5 separate regions of the Mus musculus genome follow, and all the other regions are linked to region 1. A link is a contact called in public HiCAR-type and promoter capture Hi-C data. All regions are on one chromosome and are shown on one strand. Each heading gives the region's core, a stretch centred on a gene start, on an enhancer-like site or on the middle of the called end of the contact. The rest is flanking DNA. Distances are from core to core; before and after follow the strand shown. Region 1 holds the start of Cox7a2l (cytochrome c oxidase subunit 7A2 like). Region 2 holds the start of Cdkl4 (cyclin-dependent kinase-like 4). Region 3 overlaps Map4k3 (mitogen-activated protein kinase kinase kinase kinase 3). Region 4 holds the start of Tmem178 (transmembrane protein 178). Region 5 holds the start of Map4k3 (mitogen-activated protein kinase kinase kinase kinase 3).

What was found. Promoter capture Hi-C pulls out the DNA fragments that hold promoters and counts their contacts. HiCAR-type assays count read pairs that join an accessible place to other places.
Region 2: a contact with region 1 is called in a promoter capture Hi-C map of embryonic stem cells, with 5 times the contacts expected there. The contact joins the promoter of Cdkl4 here to the promoter of Cox7a2l in region 1. A contact is called at or near these places in 4 of 39 promoter capture datasets (cranial neural crest, embryonic stem cells, hippocampal neurons and 1 more).
Region 3: a promoter capture Hi-C map of liver shows a contact between it and region 1, with 3 times the contacts expected there. The contact joins the enhancer-like site here to the promoter of Cox7a2l in region 1. A contact is called at or near these places in 4 of 39 promoter capture datasets (embryonic stem cells, hippocampal neurons and liver) and 2 of 115 datasets of contacts at active chromatin or transcription factors (both in embryonic stem cells).
Region 4: a contact with region 1 is called in a promoter capture Hi-C map of hippocampal neurons, with 7 times the contacts expected there. The contact joins the promoter of Tmem178 here to the promoter of Cox7a2l in region 1. A contact is called at or near these places in 1 of 39 promoter capture datasets (hippocampal neurons) and 1 of 115 datasets of contacts at active chromatin or transcription factors (embryonic forebrain).
Region 5: a contact with region 1 is called in a HiCAR-type map of astrocytes, with 7 times the contacts expected there. The contact joins the promoter of Map4k3 here to the promoter of Cox7a2l in region 1. A contact is called at or near these places in 5 of 39 promoter capture datasets (embryonic stem cells, hippocampal neurons, liver and 1 more), 3 of 115 datasets of contacts at active chromatin or transcription factors (astrocytes and embryonic stem cells) and 1 of 9 other capture datasets (adipose tissue).

Annotation. Positions count from the first base shown.
Region 1 is chr17:83,512,801-83,515,730 of GRCm38.p6, reverse strand. It overlaps Cox7a2l (cytochrome c oxidase subunit 7A2 like), which reads left to right and starts at 1,398. Exons shown (of 3, transcript NM_009187.3): 1 at 1,398-1,527. The coding sequence starts at 1,456.
Region 2 is chr17:80,575,875-80,578,907 of GRCm38.p6, reverse strand. Cdkl4 (cyclin-dependent kinase-like 4) reads left to right here and starts at 1,424. Exons shown (of 10, transcript NM_001360143.1): 1 at 1,424-1,576.
Region 3 is chr17:80,658,327-80,661,503 of GRCm38.p6, reverse strand. All of the region lies in intron 3 of Map4k3 (mitogen-activated protein kinase kinase kinase kinase 3), which reads left to right. Among named protein-coding and RNA genes, the nearest start is that of Map4k3, 68 kb to the left of the region's middle. Within about 2 kb of position 1,758, at least 7 of the 459 cell types and tissues checked have an H3K27ac peak or open chromatin away from gene starts, as enhancers often do. A contact at or near this core is called in liver, where this site is marked.
Region 4 is chr17:80,942,985-80,946,400 of GRCm38.p6, reverse strand. Tmem178 (transmembrane protein 178) reads right to left here and starts at 1,769. Exons shown (of 4, transcript NM_026516.2): 1 at 1,313-1,769. The coding sequence starts at 1,712.
Region 5 is chr17:80,726,500-80,729,551 of GRCm38.p6, reverse strand. It overlaps Map4k3 (mitogen-activated protein kinase kinase kinase kinase 3), which reads left to right and starts at 1,527. Exons shown (of 34, transcript NM_001290345.1): 1 at 1,527-1,758. The coding sequence starts at 1,663. It also overlaps the pseudogene Gm9959.

The DNA.
Region 1 (2,930 bases), core at 149-2,648:
CTGTACTCTTGAGCCTGGTGCCTGACTCTGCCACTAATTGCTGTCCTCAGCAAGTCGCTCCGTTCTTCTGTGCTGTAAAATAGAGATGGTCATAGTACCAATTCTCGGGTTGTGGGGGTTCAATGCATTTAGAGAAAATACTATGTTAAGCTTGGCATCATCAGCTATTCATTACCAACTTACATTTAAAATATAGTATGCATAAATCTATAATGTGTGTGCAAAAACCTCTGGTTAAATGATAGGACTAAAAACTTGTTCCTGGAGGTTAGGAAGCCGGCACACTCTGTTTATGCAGTATTCGACTCAGAGTGGAAGCTTAAGTCACACTGCATGGTGCGGCAGAGTATAACCATAACCAGGAAGCTGTAACTGCGCATCATTCAAGCAGAAGGTAGAGATTTCACAAGTGTTCCCAGTCACCTCCCCTGCATACGTTTATCTCAAAGAACAGGGCCTAGGAAGAGATGAGCAACCAAATGAATGCTGACAAAATCTCACTCTCAAAAGCGCAAGATGCACACACAGGTGCTTTAAGTTTACGTCTACACAAAGCCTATAGATTCTTCCCTCTTCTTCTCCCCTCTCTCTCTTTCCTTCTCCCCTCTTTCCTTCCCTCTTCTTCCCTCTTTTCTCCCTTCCCTCTCTTTCCTTTCTTCCCTCTCTCCCCTTCCTCTTTCTTTTCTCTCCTCCTTCCCTCTTTTCTTCCCTCTTTCCTCTCTCTCCCTCACCTCTTTTTCCTCTTCCCCTCTACCCCTTCTTTCCTTTCTTCCTCTCACCATCTCCCTCCTTGATCTCTCTTCTCTTTTCTCCCCTTTCCTCTTCTCTCTCCTATCTCCTTCTCTCCCACTCTCTTTCCTTTCCTGTCACTTTTCCCGGCATTGAGACAGGATTTTGCTTACAGGCGATGCACTCACGGCTCCAAAGAGCTGTTCTTGTCATAACTGAGGTGAAATTCCTAACAACCCTTGGTACATTAAGACCCCTCAACAGATACTAATAACCCTGAAATGGGGCGGGACCTGGGCCTGACGAGACCCCACCCACGTCCTGGGCCCGCCCCCGCTCTAGGCCCCGCCCAGAACTCGCTCTGACCGACTGTGTCGCTCTCAGCCGCCCTCTTTGTCCACAGGACGCTTGCGCACCTGTCAAGGCGCCTTGGCACTGCCCACATCCAAGTGAGTGGTACAGAGAAGCCTGAGTTTTCGGGAAGCCTGAACACAGCCTCTTTCCATGTCTTTTAGAGTTTGTTTTCGTTTCTAGGTCTTGAGAAAGCGCGGTTTTTTCCCCCCGACGTTGCGTAGGAGGCTATGTTTTAAGTCAGGCGTTCTCTAGACAGTCCGCATTTTGGATTAAGGTCCTTGCGCTGAGCTTTGGGCGGGCCTAAGGGGAAGCCGGGTCCTTTTCTAGGGCGGTCGCACAGGCAGCGGCGGTGCGAAGCGGGCCTCCGCCAACATGTACTACAAGTTTAGCAGTTTCACGCAGAAGTTGGCTGGAGCTTGGGCTTCGGAAGCCTACACCCCGCAGGTACACTTTTGCCGCGTCGCCTTGGGCCGGAGAACAGCAGCCCGAGGCAGGCAGTTGCGAGGTTCGAGCCGTGAAGGGTTTCTGCCGGCCGACCGGTCCGGCTTGCTGGTGTCCCCTGGTGTCCTTAACCACGCAGGCTTGGAGCGGTCGCCGAGGTTTCTGGGTGTGTGCTGCACCCTAGGCGAGGTTTGCATGGCACTGAACTCAGGTCTGATACCTTGCGGGGGTCAAGGTGACCCCTGGGGTGGTTGCTTGTTTAAGGTGGATTTCCCGTAGAATCTGTGAAGGATTGCAGAAGGTGACATAACTGTGTTTGGGTTTCTGCTCTCTCTGGTTGAGGTGGCCTTTGTGACTTCCTCTTGTTACTGGCCCTGTCACAGCCCAGAAAGCAGCTTTACCCAGCTACCAAATGGAAGACTGGGAGGGCGGATTTGAGAAGCTCGCTCATAAGGCATGGGAATATATATATGTGTATACATACATACATACATACATACTGGGGAAAGCATCGGAAGTGACACCCAACGAGGTTTATGCTTTTGCTAGTTTTAAAGTGGCAGACGGTGACCGTTGACTACTGGGCAATCTGACATTATCCAGGTTCCAGTTAGATCCTATCAATGGCGTTCCCATCTCCAATCTCAGTGTTGTGAAAATGTGGTATTTTAGAGTTCCACTTAATACTGGGTTAGTACTGAATTTAGCAGCCTTAATCTAGTGACCTTGACTGCCCCTTCTAATTCGGGGCAGCATTAACTTGGGTTAAATGTGATGTGTCGAGTGAGCAGATTTTCTGGCAGATGGTTGGTGCTGGATAAATGCTATATATTCTCCTGAACTGAATCACTGCTCAGCATAGTTCGAGAAGCCTTGGTGGGACACGAAGCTGAAAAACCTTGAATAGTAAGTGACCTGTATGGGCTGTAAAAGAGATTGTCATTACTGCCTCTTTTCTACCCCTATGGGACACTCCATCTTAAGGGACAGTGTTTAAGTATGATTTCATTACAAGAGTAGATGTGCTTTCAGGAGAGAGGAGGCCAAGAAGGGTCGTATGGGAGGTTGAGGAGGAAAAGTCTCAAGAGTGTTTAGGTGTTCAGTGTCTAGTGCTGTGTTGTGTCTGGTAGCTGCTGAGGTTTTATGAATGTGGTGCTTAACAGACATGGCTGCTAGTAGGCTCTTTGCTGCTGGAGAGATCATAAAAAGAGAGAGAGAGAGAGACACCATCGTTCTGTTACAGAAATGTGGAAGGAAATGAGGAAAATTCACTCAAAGAACAGTCCAGTGTTAGAGGTGAGCAAGTGTGGTGTCAGTGGAACCCAGTGTAATGAGTTGTAAGGAAAGAACTGCCAGTATGTTGACTGATTTCTTGACAGACGATGTAGGTAAATGGCTGATTGCAT
Region 2 (3,033 bases), core at 175-2,674, 2.9 Mb after region 1:
AACAAACGGTATCTTGGATATGCTTTGGGGAAAGAGAAACTTACATATAGACAGCTGTAGACATCCTTGGTAGAAGAAAAGGAACTTGATATGCAGGGATGGGCTGACGGGTGATGCTATAGTTGAAATGCAAAAATGCCGCATGTTCAAGGAACGGTGATGTTAAATGCAGTAGAGCTTTGAGTGTGTGGACAAGGACCTGGCACAGAACCAAAGTGGGCCGGTGAAGAGTCTCTGTGTAGATGAGTAGCTTGGAGAAATGGGGAGCGAATGGGGAGCATTCACAACTGTGGAGACAGGAGACTCAAGTTCAGAGTCTTGGCTACGTAGCAAGTCCCAGGTCAGCCTAGGCAACATGAGATCCTATCTCACAAAAGGTGGAGAGGAGCCAGTCCTTGTGATCTTTAATCCCAGCACTTGGGAAGCAAAGGCTAGCAAATCCCTGAGTTTGAGGCCAGCCTTTTGTACATAGCAAGTTCAAGGACAACCACCAGGACTGCATAGAGACCTTGTCAGACTGGGGAGACAGTGGATAGAGATCTCCATGCAAGTGGAAAGACTTGAGTTTAAGTCCCTAGAATCCCTGTGAGCTGGATGGACTCCATCTGTAACACCAATGCTCTTGGGGCAAGATGGAGAGACAGGAGAATCTTTCCAAAAGTCACAGGCCAGCCCCCCTGTCATACACAAAAGAGGACAAAGACCCTGTCTCAAGGTGAGAAGCACGCACCACACACACACACACACACACAGAGTCCAGTAAAGATGGAATTAGGCCAACATGTTTGTATGTACATAAAGTGGACTACTGGTGCACCTGATGAGAAATGTTTTCTAGCATACAGGCAGAAATTATATAAAAATGGGTAAATGTGAATTCTGGTCTTGAATGAGTGAGGTAAATGTGCTTCCAGATTTCATTCCGTTTAAAATGTGATCCTTGAGCATATTCCTGAGGAAATGAGGAGGTGAGGTACAGGAGGAAAGGAGACACCTACTAAGAAGGGAAGATCAGACAATACATACATACATACATACATACATACATACATACATAGCATATGGTACGTGTGTGTGTGTGTGCGCGCGTGTGTGTGCGTGCGCGCGCATGCGCGCGCCTTGGAGTTCAGTTTATTCTGTGGGTAACGACTGAAATTAACATGTTTGTTAACATGTTTGTCTCGATGCCACATTCAATGATATCTGCCTTGCTTTCTTCCCCACTGGGTGACAACCCCCCCCACCCCCGCCCTACTCTGAATCTGCCCAGGGTCTCTGGAGCAGCGTCTCGCTGAGTTACAAAAATGGCGTTAATGAGCCACGGCTGACTCTAAACAGCTCAAGGAATAAGGTAAGAGCTATGGGTGATGGATGGAAGGTAACCCTGCCAGGGAACGAATCGAATAGAGAGAGCGAGCAAGTTGTGTGGAAGCTGCGCAGCCTGCGCGTCCTGGTTGCCCTGGAGACACCGCAGAGGCTCGGTCTCTCGGGAGTTCTGTGGTGGCAGCAGACTGCGCGGGCTGGGGCTCCCCGAAGCTGAACACCATTGTGTCACCGTCGCCGGAGGCTGTGCCGTGTAAGTGCAGGTTCCCTGGCGGGGGAAGGCGGAGAGCAGGGTCTGCGGGGCTCGGGAGGGCGGGGGTGAGGGGGCGCACCCGCGGAAGAACGGGCCACCCGTGGTCTCGTGGGCCGTGGGGGTGCCAGAGAGGGACAGGGACGCACCTGTGCATCTAGACACCTCTTGTGGCCTGGACGCAGGGGAAAGTGAAGGCTCAGAGGCTTGGAAATGAAGTGAGTTTTTGCCAAACTTCCAGGTCTTTTTGTCACACGCCTGAAGCGTGGGGACATAAAGAAAATGAGTTGTATAGATTGTGTAAATGACGTGGTGGGCTTAGTTTGTGAGAATCTAACGAGATCGATTTCGTTGACGGGAACACCTTCGTGCACAGGTGTGTGCTTTTAAATTGTAACTCGCAAAGACAAGTCTGAATGATCCGTAGAATCCATTTTCCGATCAAGTTTATTAAACATAATGCATGTTTGGTTTTATTGGAAACAGTTAACTACAAACTGTGGGTGGCATCCTCAGTGAGCTTCCCGGCTCTGAAACTGTCTCTGCCCCTCCACATTTCTAAAGCCAGGGATTGGTGGTGGTTGGTTTTTGGTTTCCTGGGACCTCTTAGGTTAGGGGAGTTCTTTGTCCACCCTTCCTCGCCCTCTGTCTTGATTTTGTTTGCCTTTGTATTCCTTGTACTTCTTCAGCCCCCAGGACTTAGTTTGTGAAACAGTCTTGAAAACTAACCGAGTGTTCTTTTCTCCTGTGTACTTTATTTTGTAAATCATTAATAGTGAGGAAATTCCGTAGCAACTTTCTAAGGAATTTTTTTTTTCCATTTTTTATTAGGTATTTAACTCATTTACATTTCCAATGCTATACCAAAAGTCCCCCATATCCACCCACCCCTAAGGAATTTTAAAATCCCGCTATTACACTTAAACTCAGCCCCTGTCTGTGGGTCTTAAAATCACTGGTGACCCCCAGCCTGCTTTTGTCCTTGGCCTTTGTAGATAGAACTCTATTAACTCAGGGTCAAATACTTATAAATTCTGAAGTTAAGAAGGTACACCACTTGAAGCTAAAGGTGACTGATAACTATGGCAAATATTTTCAACCCACAGCTATATTCATTTAATCTTGCCCAAACACAGTGGTAATAATAATCAACATATTCTTGCAGGTTTTGCTTTTAAAAAGAAAATTAGAAAATGAAAGTATAATAAGGCAATGCAAGCCTGGCGTGATGAATGGTGGTGTGAGGGAGGTGGGGCTGGGGTGGGCACCGTTAGAGTCAGCTGTGGAGAGAAGAGCCTGCCTTTGGGGATTGGACATTTGAGTTGGACTGTGAGAAATGGAGAAGTCTGAAATATGACCCTGAAGGGCCAGACAGCCCAGACGGAGATATAAGCAGAGGAGACGGAAGGTGTCTGGGCTCCGAGAGACAAAGTAGGACAGGTAAACGGGGCAGGGCGGGA
Region 3 (3,177 bases), core at 509-3,008, 2.9 Mb after region 1:
TCCTTTAACCCCATTAGAGCCAAGGATAATTTAACTCCCAGGTCCTTCTAACATTTTTTTAGACAGAAAAAGACTAAAGTTGTCACTGTTAGTCTACAGTTACCTTTGAAGCGTACCTTTGATTTTGAAACTTACTAGATACCGAAGAGTGGAGAAGGCAATAGAGTTCTTTGTGTAGATCCTTCCCTCGCCTGTCCCCAGTGTGAACACAGCCGCACGGTATCAGTGAGATCAGGCCCCGAGCGTCAGACTGATGCCTTGGCACGCCTTCCACTTCATTTGGGTCTCATCGGTTTTCTGCTTGTGTGTTCAGATTGCAAGGGCATTGGGACTTTGGAGAACTCGAGGCTGTACTGAGGGATGCTAGAGTAAACGGATCGCTTTCTAGTCCCTAGGGAGAGCACGCTGGGTGGGACACCTGCCCTTATGCTTTTGAGCATCTATTTAAAAATGAATCAGGATTTCAAATTTGCCTGAGTGAATTAGCCCATATGAAAATATCTAGTGCTCGTTGACCTTTGTAGTTGCACACTGGTGACTTAGGATGAAGTTGAATCACTTTGTGGATGCAGTGGTGCAGGGATTGCTGGACCGAGGCCTCTCCCAGGGGGACGCAGCTGAGTGTGCTCTTCCAGCAGCAGGACCACACTTTTGTTTTCCTGTGTTTGTGAACAATGTATAAACCACACAAAGCTTATTGTTGTTAAATCTGTGGGATGTGGGAAGATGAAAAAATATGTTTTAGGAATAAGACTTTGAGATCAATGTAACAGTTGTTAGAACATTGTTTCCCTATAAATTCTTATAAACATCAGCCTGGAGATTAAAATAGTGGCACACATTTACTTTTATTTTTTTTATATTTATTTATTTATTTTTGAGTAAGGAAATTTTACAAAATAAGAGAAGGCTTCTAAACATTTATTGAGGCAGGACATCAATACTGGATCATTTAACATTGATCTTGTGGTTACTTTTATTTTAATTTAGATGCCTAGCCACAAAGACCCATATAATTTGTTGACCTGAGTCAAATGGGCCCATTGGCTCAGCCCCAGTCCTGTTGAACAGATGGTTCAGCGGTGACCTGCTGCACTGAGAGTTATCATCACAATGGAGACATTTGCGAGCAGATGGAGTCATTTTTCTAAGACATTCTGACTATTCAAGCTTTATTTATTTTTATAATAATGGATTTTAACCAAATGGAGTGTTATAAATGTTAAGCATTTTTAGCATCTTTAAGTAGTATCAGCATATATGGTCCATATTTTTTCTTTGCCTGTATAAACTAGAAAGTCACTGCATAAAGTAAATTAACACTGTATTTAAGTAAGATGAAACAGAGAATGTGGTCTTTTAAGTGGAAGACAGTGGCAGTGAATTGGAAAGACAGCAGACAACTGGTCTCCAGTTCATTTCTCTGCTGTGGAGAATTGTTTTCATACTGGATAGGGCAGGAAAAGCATTACTGCAATGGAGCTGCAGCATATGACAGGTGAGTAGGTGGTTACAAGGCAGCTCGACGCCTTCAGTGAATCTAAGCTTTAGATTTACGTAAGCTCACCCTGAACATTGGGCAGACGTGATTGTCATCCACTGTCCGTAGATGTCCTTTCTCAAATAGAGGGGACATTGAAGATGAGAGATAATCAATGATTAACTTACAAAAGGGAGAAAGACGACTTCTAAAAACTACAGTCAAATCAAATGTCAGCTTTTTCCTCAGCAAACGTCATGAATAAATTATTGATTGTGTCATCAGTGAGCACTTAAAAGTGGCAGCCAACCTGGCCTTTGTGGAAAGCAAAGCCAAATCAGCCCTTCTCGTTGGGATGTTTTTATTCTTACAAAAGAAAAGGTAATGACTTCACATTTTAAAGTTTACATTGAGTTCTTGGAATAATTTAAAGTGATTTAAATGACTGTAAGTTATAATATAAGTGAAGATCAGCCTGCAGATAGAGACATCTTTGTTAGATATTGATCCAACAAAGAATTGATAATCAGAATATATCTGGAACTCCAGGAATGGCAGGATAACGCAGTTGGCTTGCAATCACAATGACTCCAGCCCTTGAGACGGACAAAAAATACCAGGCCTGTTAGCTAACTTATAATTTCAGCGATAAGGATTCAGAGGCAGGAGAATCGCTGGGGCTTTCTAGTCTAATTGGAAGCTCAAGGTCAATGAGAGACCCTGTCTCAAAAGACGTTGACCTTATCCCCAAGGCTTGCACCCATGTTTGTCCTCTGGTCTTCACATACTTGTTCAACGTACCTGCATTAATAAAGGAAATGGAATATGGTGTTTCATTGACGCAGATAGGTGTTGGGTTCCATGGAGAATTTAAAACATGTTAGTGTAGTGACTTCTAGTTGGAAGTGCTCCTCTCACTTTTTTTAATTTTTAAATCTTATTTTATTATTTAACATGCTTGAGTGTTTTGCCTGTATGTATGTATGTATGTGTACCACATAGGTGTCCAATGCCCTCAGAGGTCATAGATCCCCTGGGGCTGGAATTATAGACAGTTGTGACCTGATACATGGGTGCTGGGAATTGAACCTATGCTCTCAATTAGGAACAAGCGCTTTTAACCATTGAGCCAGTTGCCTTCTGCATTTTGAATAAGAGCATAGTCAACTATGCTCTTAAAACATGGCTACTGAGCAGCAGTTGATATTTCTGTGGGTATATATATTTATTGATATGTACTGTATCAGAAACAACAGAAGGAATATATACATTAGCCATGGTGCTAGTCTACCCATTTCATTCATAAGGCACAAGGGTAAACTGTCAGTCTTAAGTGGTTTCTGATCTCTTTGGGGCTTTACTTTCTTACTATCAGCCTATCTGATGTTTCCATCCTGGCAGCTCATGAGGTTGCTGTATGCCACATGGTCTATCGTACATAACCAAGCCAATGCTTAGGTCTGCCTAACCCACCCACCCCTGCTGGTATGTTTACTGGTGCATAGCGAGCCAGAAACTCCTTAGCCCAGCCTAGGGAATAAAAGATCTCGTGGGGCTTGCTTGGGCATGGCTAGAATGACCCTACCCCCAGAGTTGGTGACAGGTGGCCAGGTGCTTACATAATGCACTCTGAGAGAAAACTGTTCCCTGGAGTGTTACAGTTCAGTAAGACAGGTACCCTCAGACGATCTTTGGTG
Region 4 (3,416 bases), core at 520-3,019, 2.6 Mb after region 1:
GGTTTACTTCCCAAAGGAAGATTACTGTATCCGATTGCCCCACCCCACCCCACCCCCAAATTGCTGGAGTCCTTCCATATACAGACAGATTTGGATGGCAGTCCCCAGCTGGGCTAGCCATGGGAAGGAGGAAATTGACATGTTTGAGAAATGAAGACTATGCCAAAGAACAAGATGGGGAAGGCCAGTATTAACCCCCTCCTTTCTCGGTAGTTCCATGGCAGGCTGTAATTCAATTTACATCTGTTCACTTGCTTCTAAATATTTTCAAATGGACTGACCTCGTACTTCCTTTTGGGAACAGTGAGTCCAAGGAAAAGAAGTTTATTTATTTGTTTTTCTCTCAGGGGACAAAAAATTCTACTAAGGTTTGATCTTTAGAAGTTAAAGGAATCACCACAAGAGAGGATTACAAAGAAAATATTCAAACTACCTGATTCCATACATAAGATAGGTGTTGCATAGATTCCAGAAGAGCAAAATGATGCTGTACCAACGCAAAGCCCAATAACAAAACAATAAAGACAACCTACAAAGTGTCACAACCATAAGAGCGTGGCAGGTAGAATCTCTGAGCGCAAGTCTACTTTCAAGGACTTGGCCCTTGGCTCTCCTCAGCTGCTTCCTAGACCCTGAGGAGGGTGGTCATCTGGAAGGTTGAATAATGAGTAAAGCCGGTGTCTTAGATCCCTTTAGCTGCCTTTACTAGTGAATTAGGGAATACGAAGTCCAATTCAAACAGATCCTGAACTTGGAGTGTTTGGAGGACAGACCTTCGCTCCCCATTCCAGGCTGGAATGCCACCTCGATTTAATGGTATACCAGCGAGCTCAATCCATGAGAAAGCCCTCTTTCCTTGTTCTGAGGTTTACACCTTGTCTCTTCCAAAGGGCACGTCTCAAAGGAAAATGCAAGTTGAGGAAAGGAACCCAGTTGAGAAAGATCAGTCTTTGTGGCTGTCACCCTCCCTGGGAACACTGTCAAGAAAATCCATATCTACACCCCGAGTCAGCCAGGCACAGACAGAGAAGGACCAGAGGAGAGAGTCTTAGGGAAGATAAAGAGACAGTGTGAGGGGTAAAACGGAGTCCAGGAAAATGGTAAAAGAAGGGTAGGATGAAGGAGCAAGGAAAGGGAGAAAGAAGAGTAGCTGGGGAAGGAAAGCAGGGAAGCAATCTGGAAGGGTGAAAAATGCGCGGGGCAACGGAGCGCAGCGACTGGAGAGGCGACCGCGGGGACCCGCGCGCCCCTGGGATGCCCGGGCTGAGCTCCGCGCGCGGACGTAGAGACGCGGGGCGCGCCCGCCGCTCACCTTTCAGGATGAGGGTGTCGATGTCCCGGTCGATGCCCAGAAAGTAGCACTTCCTCCAGAGGCCCGAGTAGGTGGCGAACAGTGGCCGGCCACACTCAGCGTCCAACCCGCCAAGCCCCAGAAGCGAGCGCCAGGACTCAGGGTCTGAGCGCCCGGGGCCGCCGGGGAGCAGCCGGCGCCCCAGGGGAGGCGAGTCCCGCAGCGGCAGGTGCGACAGCGGCATCAGGCGGTTCTTCTGATCCGGGGGGTCGGCGCCCGCGCGGCTGCGCTCGCAGCTCTCCTTGTGGCGCCGGGGGTCGGTCTCGTACCAGTGGTCGGTGAAGATGGCCGTGACGAGCAGCCCCAGGGAGCAAAGGCTGAGGCCGAGGCTTAGCGCCGTGACGAGCGCCCGTGGCTCCATGGCTTCCCGGCCAGCAGCCGCCGCCGGTGGGCTCGCCGCCGCCGCCAGACACAATGCACTTGGCCTCGGCGCTCCGCCGAGCGCCCTCCCTCCCTGCCACCTGCCCCGCACTCTCCCTCCCACGGCCGCCCGCCCGCCTCTCTCCCCCGCGGGAGCCTCCTCCCGCCCGGCCCCGCGCCCTCCCGCGCTCTCACTTTCCCGCGGCCCTCCCCCTAAGCCGGCTCCCCGCACTCCACAACCCACCCACCCGCTACCCCGGCCGATCACGCCCCTCGTCCCTCTCCCTGCTTCCAGCTCCCGCGGTCAGCCCCCTCTCTCCAGCCCCCTCTCCCTGCCTTCACCTCTGCTCTCCATCCTCCCTTTGCTCTCTATCCTCCTTTCTCCTCTTAACCCCGTCCCTACTTTCCCTTTACTTTTCTTCAACTCTTCCAGACGCTCTTTCCCCACTCGGGAGGGCCTTTGTGTCCCTGGCTCCTTCTGCCTTTATATACCTGCCTTGGATTCCAACCCTCTCTGCACCTACCCCTGCACACACCACCTCCGATCCTCTGTCCCTCCCACGACCTTACAAGACATCCACCAACATCAGGCTGGATCTTTGTCTCTTGTCCAAGTTGATTTTGATCACTGTCTCTGTTTTGCTCCCAGGAGCAAATCCCATCCTTGAACGCGTGTGGTTTTGACTCTTTAGACTCTTGATCTAGAGCAGCCAGCCTCTTTTCTAGACTTCCGAAGGATCCAATCTCAGAGACCTTGGCAGCTAGCTCAATAGCCCTGCTTCCCTCTCTCGGGCTCCTGGCAGCCTGGAACCCTTCTCTCTGCTCCAGCCCTGCTTCTGCAAGAAGATGCCCAGTGTCCCTGGAGCCACAGAACCACAGTCAGAGATAATAGCCGCCCACTTCATTCCTGCCTGTTCTGAGATGGACTTCTTTTTCTTGGGCTATCTCTACGCCTGAGTGACTGACCGTCTCCTGGATCAATACGGCCTTGCAGTGGCACCTGCTCTGCCAAGTGATTATTGCCTTTGAATAAAGCAAGCCCACCAGTGATAAATCAAAGTAATGATTTTCTCCTGTACTAGTTTTTTTTTTTCCTGGTGGTCATCGAGGGTCAACAACAAACCAGTGCTCTACACCGGTCAACATCTGAGGCTTTCTGCTTTTCCAGGGCTTTTCTGGAGTCACAGATGTTCACTCTAAAAATGGCAGGCAGGATCTTTCTAAAAGAGGAATCCTTGGGACCAAAGTACAGAGTGAATGATGCGCATGTATATTCTGCATGGCAAGGTGCCATACCCTGGTCCCACCTACACCCTTGGGGCCATGTCAGAGGCAGAAAACCATGCTGTACCAGTCCAGGACGGCTATCCTTATGCTCTGACACTATGAAATATTAATGACTGAAGAGATTATGAGGCATTCATTAGATGCTAAATGTCATTACTCCGTGCTTTAATGGGACTTATTAATTAGTGCCCCACGTCCGTTGGTATAGAGGTGGTTGATCTGCCTCCTATGGAATGGCATCTGTAACGGTGACACGAGATGCTGCTGCGATCCATGTTCATTGCTGCTTGGGCTCCACGTCTTCAGGGATTTTTTTTTTCCTGTGGAAGAGCATGTACCTCTTCTTAGCTGTTCACTTCACAGAAAGATCCCTTAAGCAAATCTTGGTCCTATCAGACCCCCATGCCCGTGTCTGCTG
Region 5 (3,052 bases), core at 278-2,777, 2.8 Mb after region 1:
TGAAACCATTAGAACTTTCTGGTGCAAGCCGAATGGCTTTCAGTCCTGGAAACTTGGCTTTTTTTTTTTTTTTTTTTTTTTAAAGCACAAAAGGGCAGAGAAAGCAAGCAGAGCAGGTCCTGCTTTGAGAGACTTCCATTTCCTTATCTGAATCCAGAATTATCTGCCTGTTTAGCCTAAAGAAGACAAACAGTTCTCCGCCCACAGCACAGGCAGAAGGCAGGCCTGCTCCTCAGCCCCTGCAAGTGCCTTCCACCGGGAGGAAGCGGGGAAAACCATGCCTCGTCCCGAGGAGCTCAGGATAGCACAGCCTTAAGGTTTATCCTCAATTAATCCTGTGACGTGCACTCCTGGGGCAGAATTGCAACCCTGTCACAATCTGATGCTTTGGGATAACTAAAGTGCTTGGATGACTCCACGTATGGTTTGGAGCACACAATTTGGGAATTTAGTCAATAGGTAAGTTTACTGTAAGTAACATGATAGAAAGGTTTTAAGGTTTGATGAGACCAAGTTTCTGAGAAGGAATTGGACATTAAGGCACATTAGTCTTTAGGTCCCTAAAGAGATTAGAAAAGCATTTTTAAAGCAAAATATCCAACAGAGCGCCAGAGTGGACCTCGCTACAGCTTTTGGAAATGGGTAGTAGTTAAGTTTACTAAGAACTCAACATTGACCCTTCCACTGCCTAAGTCCTTTCTTAGCTAACTTTTAGCAGTCTGGACGTAATGCTGGTTATCTGGATCTTATGCTGGGTGGAGCTCTGGGCAGGTAATGTCGCGGCTACGTAGCTTCCGGATGGTCACGTGTTTACATTTCAGGTGTGGGAATAGATCCCTGTCCAGGCCACACCCTCTGCAACCACCCTCGTCTCAGGGTTGTCAGACAGCTTGCGTAGTCCCCGCCCCGGGCTTTGAAAAATCCAGCCTTCTCCCTGGACAGAGGTCAATCACGGCTTTGGTTCTGCACTGCTTCCCGCCCACTCCCTCCACGGATTTCTCCCCGCCCCTTGTTCTCTCTGCACCCCTGTCAAGCCAACCCCAAGAGCCCAAGTGTCACTGTCCCCCGAGGGTCTTTCTCACCTTTCTGATGGGGACCTCCTCCCCTAAACCTAGAAGAAAGGGTCGGGGCTCTCGGATGTACTTGCTCTTAGAAAGTTGGGGAATACCGTCTTGTGCGTGGCAACTACTACCTGCTGGGGCTGGGGCTGGGACCACAAGCAGCGAGTCCAACTTTGTTACCCGGAGTCTGGCGCGTCCGGCGTGTCCCGACCGGGCGCGCGAGCCGGGGGCGCGCAGGGCCCGCCGGGAGCGCGCGGCCTCCGGGATGGCGGCTGCGCAGTGGCGAGCGGGGCCGGGAACCGGAGGGAGGGCGTGCGGGCGGGCGGAGCGGAGCGGCGGGCGGAAGCCATGTTGGAACTGCACCCCGAGCGAGGGGCTGCGGGCGCGCTCCTCTCCTGGTGGGTGTGACCCGGCTCGGCGCGGCGGCGGGGGGCGGGGACGCCGGGCGGCTCGTCGTGGTCGGCGGCGGCCGCGGCGTGCAGCCGGGCGATTGTGACCGGCGGCGGAGCCGGGCCGGCCGCGGGCGCTCCCTCCGTGCGGCCCCCGTGAGCGCCCCCCCTCCCCGGGCCGGGAGGGAGGTGGGGGGCACCCGGGGCCCGCCATGAACCCGGGCTTCGATCTGTCCCGCCGGAACCCGCAGGAGGACTTCGAGCTGATCCAGCGCATCGGCAGCGGCACCTACGGCGACGTCTACAAGGTGAGGGCAGGGGCGGCCGAGCCGGGGCCTGCGCCGCGGGGGACGGAACAAAGAGGCAGGCGTGGGGACCTCAGCCCTCGGCGTCCTCGCCGGAGCTGTGCCCGGGACGCGCGGGTCTCTGACCCTCCCAGGCTCTCCTGCGTGCAGTCCCGGGAAGGGCTGCGGCCGGAGCCGCTGCGTTCCTGGGAGGGCGGAGCGGGGCTGGGCGCTTGTTGCCTGGGCAGGGTCTGTGTGACGAACCCCGGTGCTGGGGCTTGGCGCTTGACAAACCTACGTGCCTCTCCGGGACCTGGGATCATAGGCCCCGGTGGCTGGGAGCTACTGTCCGCCCGGGCCTGCTGGATCTGTCCTAACGCTGGGCAGCCTCCATCGACAGCTTAGCCTTTAGCCTCTTAACATCTGCCCGTGCTTTAGCCTTTAGCCTCTTAACATCTGCTTGTCAGTTCCTTGTAATTTTCCAAGTAGTCATGTTTTGTAAAAAGAGATGGGTTTTTGGAGGCAAGACAGCAACTTCGAGGTTTTTTTTTTTTCCTCCAAAAAGAATTGGATAATGGGGTTTGTTTTTGTCAGTGACACATAGGAATCAGATATTTTTCCTTTTCTTTTTCTTTCTTGTGTGTGTGTGAGAGTCGAGTATCTAGGAAGAGTATTGGTTTGACAAGGTTAGAATTCAGAGCTCCTTAGCAGGACAGCGTTTCTGTTGCAGAGGGATCGCTTCTAAATGTGGGAGGATAAATCGTTCTTCCCTGGCCAGTAAAACTCTTGGCCTCGCGGAGTCTGCCAAGAAGGGAGGCGGATAGTGCCAAAGGTGGCAGCAGTCTTGATTTAGTTGCCTATCTACTTACATGGTAACTGAAGTTGGGCTCCTGTTTTCCAGAACACCTGAGGATGCCCAGAGTATGACTTGGAAAGTTTAGTTTTCACTTTATTTTTGCCCACGCTAAAGCAATGGGCTTTTTATTCTTGCCTCAATGGAACGCATAAGGTAAGTTAGCCAATACCTCAGGTCTTTTGTGAGTGATCTGCTTGGCTTTTGTGAATGATCACATAGCACCACACTTTCCTCTGTTGACAAAGGTGTGTGGAGCATAACTCCAGTGTATAACTTAGCAGCCACGTGTTGATGAACTAAAGACAGGAATGGACCCAGATTTATTTGAAGTCTTTTTTTTTTTTTTTCCTGGACAAGAACAGCATTAAACAGCAGAGTTTCACTTCATTCCAGTCGTATTCTGTGTAGAGAGGACGTCAAGGGTCTGGCAAAGGTTGCTAGCACAGAACAAGAGGGCTGGGT